Regions from separate parts of the Anser cygnoides genome. Here region 2 is linked to region 1. A link is a contact called in public Hi-C data. All regions are on one chromosome and are shown on one strand. Each heading gives the region's core, a stretch centred on a gene start, on an enhancer-like site or on the middle of the called end of the contact. The rest is flanking DNA. Distances are from core to core; before and after follow the strand shown. Region 1 holds the start of RAB33B (RAB33B, member RAS oncogene family). Region 2 holds the start of MAML3 (mastermind like transcriptional coactivator 3).

Region 1 (2,700 bases), core at 148-2,647:
ATGGTTTTATAAGGGCAAAGAGTAACAGACTCTTACTTGTGCTTCTTTTTTAGTTAAAAAGGGCATAGGGTAAAATAAAAAATGGGGAAGACAGGCAAATGGACAAATAAAAGGAAGAACTGGCAAGTGTGTGAGGCAAATGGACAGCCTCCCCATCTCCAACATCTTTAAGCAGTGAGTAAACAAGGAAAAACTGTGGCTTTCAGCTGACTGTCAGCTGTAATTCCAAAGCCTGGTGACAACATATGCAGAAGTACAATGCCATGACTACTGCTACTCCCTTTTTCCACACATCTGCTAAACTTTGATCACAGAAGCAAACTATCATACGGAAGGGAATTTTGCTTAAAACACGTTACTGCTAGCAGCCAAGCTGCACTGGTAAGCAACCAGTGGCTCAATCTGCAAATAGCTGTTAGGATCACAACTAGTGCTTACGCATCCATCTGGCAAGCTAGGTATATTTCATATACTTTTAAGATCTGCTTTAAAGCGCAAAGAAGGCGAAAGAGCATTCATCTCCCCCCAAAGATTTTCACTACATTTAGATTCGTAAGAAAAAAAACTTTGGCTAACCCTGTAATCGGAGCAGAACACATGTCAAACGTGAGCCAAGCACCCAGCCTGCCACTGTCCAGCCCTGCACCGCATGCAGCAAACCCAACAGAATCCTACAAAAACCAGCTGCGACACGTCACTATCGGGACACGGCAGCTCACTGCTGAACCACGTTTGGCTTCTTGATGGGATGTCACTTGCTATTTTCAGCAGGGCCACCGAATCTCTGCATTAAAAAGCCAGATTTTGAAACTGATTCTAATCTGCTACGGAAATTCCTACCCGCACTTCTCTGAGGCTGCCCTTGCGTTGTATTTTTATACGAGAAACGGAATTTGCGCTGGAAGGCGCCTCAGGCTGTCACGGCGGTGGTTCTTTCGAACGATTTTGAGGCAGAACGCCTGCTGGCGGTGGCAGCCGCCTCGCTCCCGCAGCGTGCGCGGTGTGATTTTCCTAAGGCAGGGGATGCCCCTGGGGGCCCGGGGGCGCAGCGGGGGGGGAGCCGCGGCCCGTCGGGGCGCTACCTTGATGCGCTCGCCGTCGATGGTGACGGCCCGCTCTCGGAAGTCCACGCCGATGGTGGCCTCGGTGCGCTGCGGGAAGCGGCCGGCGCAGAAGCGGTAGGTGAGGCACGTCTTGCCCACGTTGGAGTCGCCGATGACGATGATCTTGAAGATGCGGGAGCGCGCCGGCGGCAGGCTGCCGCTGCCCGGCAGGCTCAGCTCCAGCGACGACTCCAGCTCGGCCGCCGCCGCCATCATCGCCGCCGCCTCCCCCCCCCCCACACACACACCCCCACCTTCCCGCCTCCGACCGCCCCGCCCCGCCGACCGTTAACGGCCGCCGGCGGCGGGCAGCGAACGGCTGCGCCCGGCCACGTCACCGCCCCGCCGCGCCTCTCGCGAGAGCCCCCCGCCAAGCGCTGGGCGGCCGCTGGGCGGCGCTCGCCCTGAGGCGGCGGGCGGAGGGCGGGGGTGAAGGGAGGGGGGGGCGCGGTCAGGGCCGTGTGCCCGAGGTAATAAAGAGGAAGGCTGGGGGCACGGGGGCTCTGTGCTGTGCTCTGCAGCTGGGGAAGAGGCAGCGGCGGGTCCATCCGTGGCACAGCAGCACTCTGGCCAAAAATGTGCCCCGCAAGGTGAAGGGAGACGGGGATTTGCCCTCAGGATCTGTTAACAGCCCCACCAAGGGCTTCAGCCTAGGAGGGAGGTTTGACAGAGACATCACGTTGAAGCAATTTACCTCTTGAAAAGAGTTTAGCCATGACACAGAAAAACAAATGTAGCGTGCGGTAAACAAGAGGATGGTTGTCCTTGCGGTAGCTCCCTGGCCTGCAAAGCAATAGCCGAGCCAGGATTCCTGAGGCTTGGATCAGAAGCCTAATAATAGCCACGGCGGGGAGTCCTCCTCGTTGTTACACACGCCTGTGACCACCCAGCCTTCTGCCTGCACAAATCGAGCAAGAAGTGATCCCTGGATCACTGCTCCCCAGCCGTGTGGTTGAAGGACAGTGTCATTGACCCAGTCGTTGCTCAAGTGTAAGCACAAGTAGCCTAGGGCCAAAAAACCCCTCCCTCAGAGTTCAGAGCAACTGGCTTTGTAGCCTAGGCAGATGAGTTACAGTGCCCACCTCAGTGTGGTGTGAAAAAATCCAGAGTGTATCAAAACCCTGTGCATGGAGAAAGGAGCTGCTTAGTGCAGTCAGCATCAGCCCTCCAGGGAGTCCTTGTTATTCCCCTTTCCTGTGGACCACCCTAATTTAAGTTTGTTGAGAGGTGCCTCAGCCCTGTAGATAAGGTGCCTCCTGGGATAAGATGCCTTCTTTTATTCATCCTGTCAAAAAAGAGGAGTACTTTTCTGGTACAAAAGTGGAATATGGTACTAGTGGAAAACAAGGAGACTGTGCCACCCTTGCGTTCTCATGACCCTCCGACACTAGTTGCTCTGTTTTGCGGCAAGAATGTAAAATGTATTTGGCTGAGGGAAGGGAGCACCAGTAAGTGTGTCTCCACAGCCTAACGGCTAAGGAGCAGAGGATTCCTAATTCTAGTGGGAGATGCTCTGATCTGGGCTCTGGCTAGCACACTAAAAGGAGATTTTAAACAGCTGCTTGGCAGGGTCTGCCAACAGCTCATTCAACCAAGT
Region 2 (2,700 bases), core at 1-2,500, 300 kb before region 1:
TGCTCGGCTTTGTTTCAACCTCAGCCAGTTCAAACGTGTCTTTTGATCAGAATCAACCGTTTTTAGAACGTATTCAGATGTTTTTCACAGACCTGATGATGCATCTGTTTGCAAGACTTCAAACATTAAGCGCTTTGGTTACTACCAACCTGTTGCTCAAATCATCGTCCCCTGGCGGAAGCAAAATAGGTAGATGAGAGACTTAACAACAACAAAAAAAAGCCTAAATTCAGAGTATGCTGGAATTTAATTCTCTAGCAATGCAGCATGCACTTGATATAGCATGTCGTGCTCGCTGCCCAAGCGGAACGCGGAAAGTTTGGGATGTGTTACTCCGTGTGGCCTGAGAAGCGATGCATATTGTTAGTCGTGAGGAAAACAAGACAGCTGCTGGGACATGCCCCAGGGAGCAGCCCCTACAAGTAGCAGTAACAGCACGGGGATAACCGGCAGCCCTCCGGCGTGTCTCGGTGTCCCGGCAGAGCTGGGCTCGGAGCAGCGCTGCAGCGAGCTGTCTGCGTGCCGGCTGCGGGCTGCAGGGGGCACTGCGGAGGAGCCCAAAAAAGTACTGGGAAGTTCAACCTGAGCGGCGCCGGCCGAGGCGCTGGCCTGCCGGCACTCCGCTTCCACAAAAACCACCAGGACAGCCCCCGGGTCTCCCCGCCGGCCCTCGCATTCGGCCTTTTTACGCGCGTTTGTCTGCAGGAGAGCAACGCAGGGGTGTTTTGGGGCCGGAGGGAGGACTGAAGAGGTTCCCCCGCAAGCGAGGCAGGGCTCGCAGCCCCCCCCCGAGCACAGCTGGGGCTGCTCCCCGCGTGCTGAGCGAGGGGCGAGCGCCGGGAGCAGCCGGCAGCTACGCTCCTCGGGCTGCTGCTGAAGGAAAGTTGGAAGGGGGGAGAGGGGGGCAGGCAGGCCCCTTGGTCCCGGGGGGGCCTCGCAAGGTGCGGCCGGCCGGTGCCGTCGCCGCCGCGATGGGGACGAGGCGAAAAGCAAATGTCACCCGCCGAGCGGCTGGAGCAGACAAAGCCGGCTGCGGAGCAGCGCCCCGCGCCCCGTGCTCCCCGGTTCCCGATCCCCCTTAGGAGAACGAGGGGGGCGTCCCCGCGGGCAGGAGCCCCGCGGCCCGGGGGAGCCCTCCGGGGGGTGCGGGCCCCCTCCGGCCGCGGGGAGCCGTGCCGGGGGAGCCGTCCGCTCCTGCCGGGCGGCTCCGCGCCGGGTTTTGCACCGCGTCCCCGGGTCTGCCTCCCCGCCGGCCCGGGGGAGCCGCCGCCGTCCTGCTAGCGCTGCGCGGGCACGGCGGGAGGAGGAGGAGGAGGAGGAGGAGGGCGCTCGATCATTGTGATGGTGGCAGGAGCGGCGGCAGGAGCAGCAGCAGCAGCAGCAGCGCGCAGAGCGGAGCGGCGCGGCACGGGCTTGGCGCTGGGGCAGCGCCCCGGAGCCTCGCTGCTGCTGCTGCCCCCCCCGACCCCGGCCCCGGCCCCGGCCCCGGCCCCGGCCCCGGCCCCGGCCCCGCGGGCGCTCGCCGGGCTCCCCCCCGCCGGTATGCGGCCGGGCGGGCAGCGGGCGCGGCGCGGCGGCGGCCCCAAAACTTTTCTCTAGGCGGGGAGCCCCGGCGCCGGCCCCCCCGCCCCGCTCCATGCCGGGGGGGCGCGCGGCGCGTGCCCGGCGGAGAACCGGGGGTGGGGGGGGGCGCGCGTCCCCGCGTCCCCGCGCGCGTGCATGCGGCTCGCTCCCCGGCGGCGGAGCGGTGTCCGGGGGCAGGAGGCGGTCCCGCGGCGATGGGCGATGGGGGGCAGGCAGCGGCCCCGTAGCGCCCGGGGGCGGCCGCCCCAGCAGCAGCAGCAGCAGCACCGGCAGCGGCAGCAGGAGCAGCAGCAGCAGCACAGCTGGCCGTGCGGGTGGCCGCGCCGCCGGCGATAACCTCCCGGCACCTCCGCTCGCCGCCTTCCTCCCTCCCTCCCTCTCTCCCTCCCTCCTCCTCCTCCTCCTCCCTCTCCTCCTCCTCCTCCTCTCCCCCCCCGCCGCCGCTCGCTCCCCGCTTCATGTTTTGGAGAGCCTCGAGGGGGATTGGCTGGGGGCGAGGAGGGACGCTCGCCGGGGCTCGCCGCTCGCCCGCTACATGCCGGCGCCCCCTCCTCCCCCCGGCGGCCCTCTGAAAAGTATCCCGCCGGGACCCCGGAGGGGACTGCGTGCGCGCCGGGGGCAGGCTCCAAACTTCTTCCAAAATAGTGCGCGCGGGGCAGGCGATGGGGGATTTCGCGGCCCCCGCCGCCGCCTCCAACGGCGGGGGCATCTGCATCAACAATAACCTGGGCGGCGGGCTCGGCGGGGCCGCTCTCGGGGTCGGCGGCGCCCCCCACGGCCCGCCCGCCGCCGCCCCCGGGAACAATGCTGCCGGCGGCGGCGTCCCCAAGCACAGCACGGTGGTGGAGCGGCTGCGGCAGCGCATCGAGGGCTGCCGGCGGCACCATGTCAGCTGCGAGAGCAGGTACCAGCAAGCCCAGGCGGAGCAGCTGGAGCTGGAGCGCAGGGACACGGTGAGCCTCTACCAGAGGACGCTGGAGCAGAGGGCCAAGAAGACGGGCGCCAAGCAGCAGCAGCAGCAGCAGCAGCAGCAGCAGGGCAAGCAGCAGCAGGATGCCGAGCCCGCCGCGGCGGAGCAGAGGAACCACACGCTGATCATGGTAAGGGCAGGGGGCG

What was found. Hi-C and Micro-C count contacts between places; a contact is called where the count stands out from the background.
Region 2: a contact with region 1 is called in a Hi-C map of liver, with 2.0 times the contacts expected there. The contact joins the promoter of MAML3 here to the promoter of RAB33B in region 1. A contact is called at or near these places in 2 of 7 Hi-C or Micro-C datasets (both in liver).

The regions. Positions count from the first base shown.
Region 1 is chr4:40,907,479-40,910,178 of Taihu_goose_T2T_genome, reverse strand. RAB33B (RAB33B, member RAS oncogene family) reads right to left here and starts at 1,397. Exons shown (of 3, transcript XR_007167460.2): 1 at 1,083-1,397.
Region 2 is chr4:41,206,496-41,209,195 of Taihu_goose_T2T_genome, reverse strand. It overlaps MAML3 (mastermind like transcriptional coactivator 3), which reads left to right and starts at 1,250. Exons shown (of 5, transcript XM_048074966.2): 1 at 1,250-2,684. The coding sequence starts at 2,247.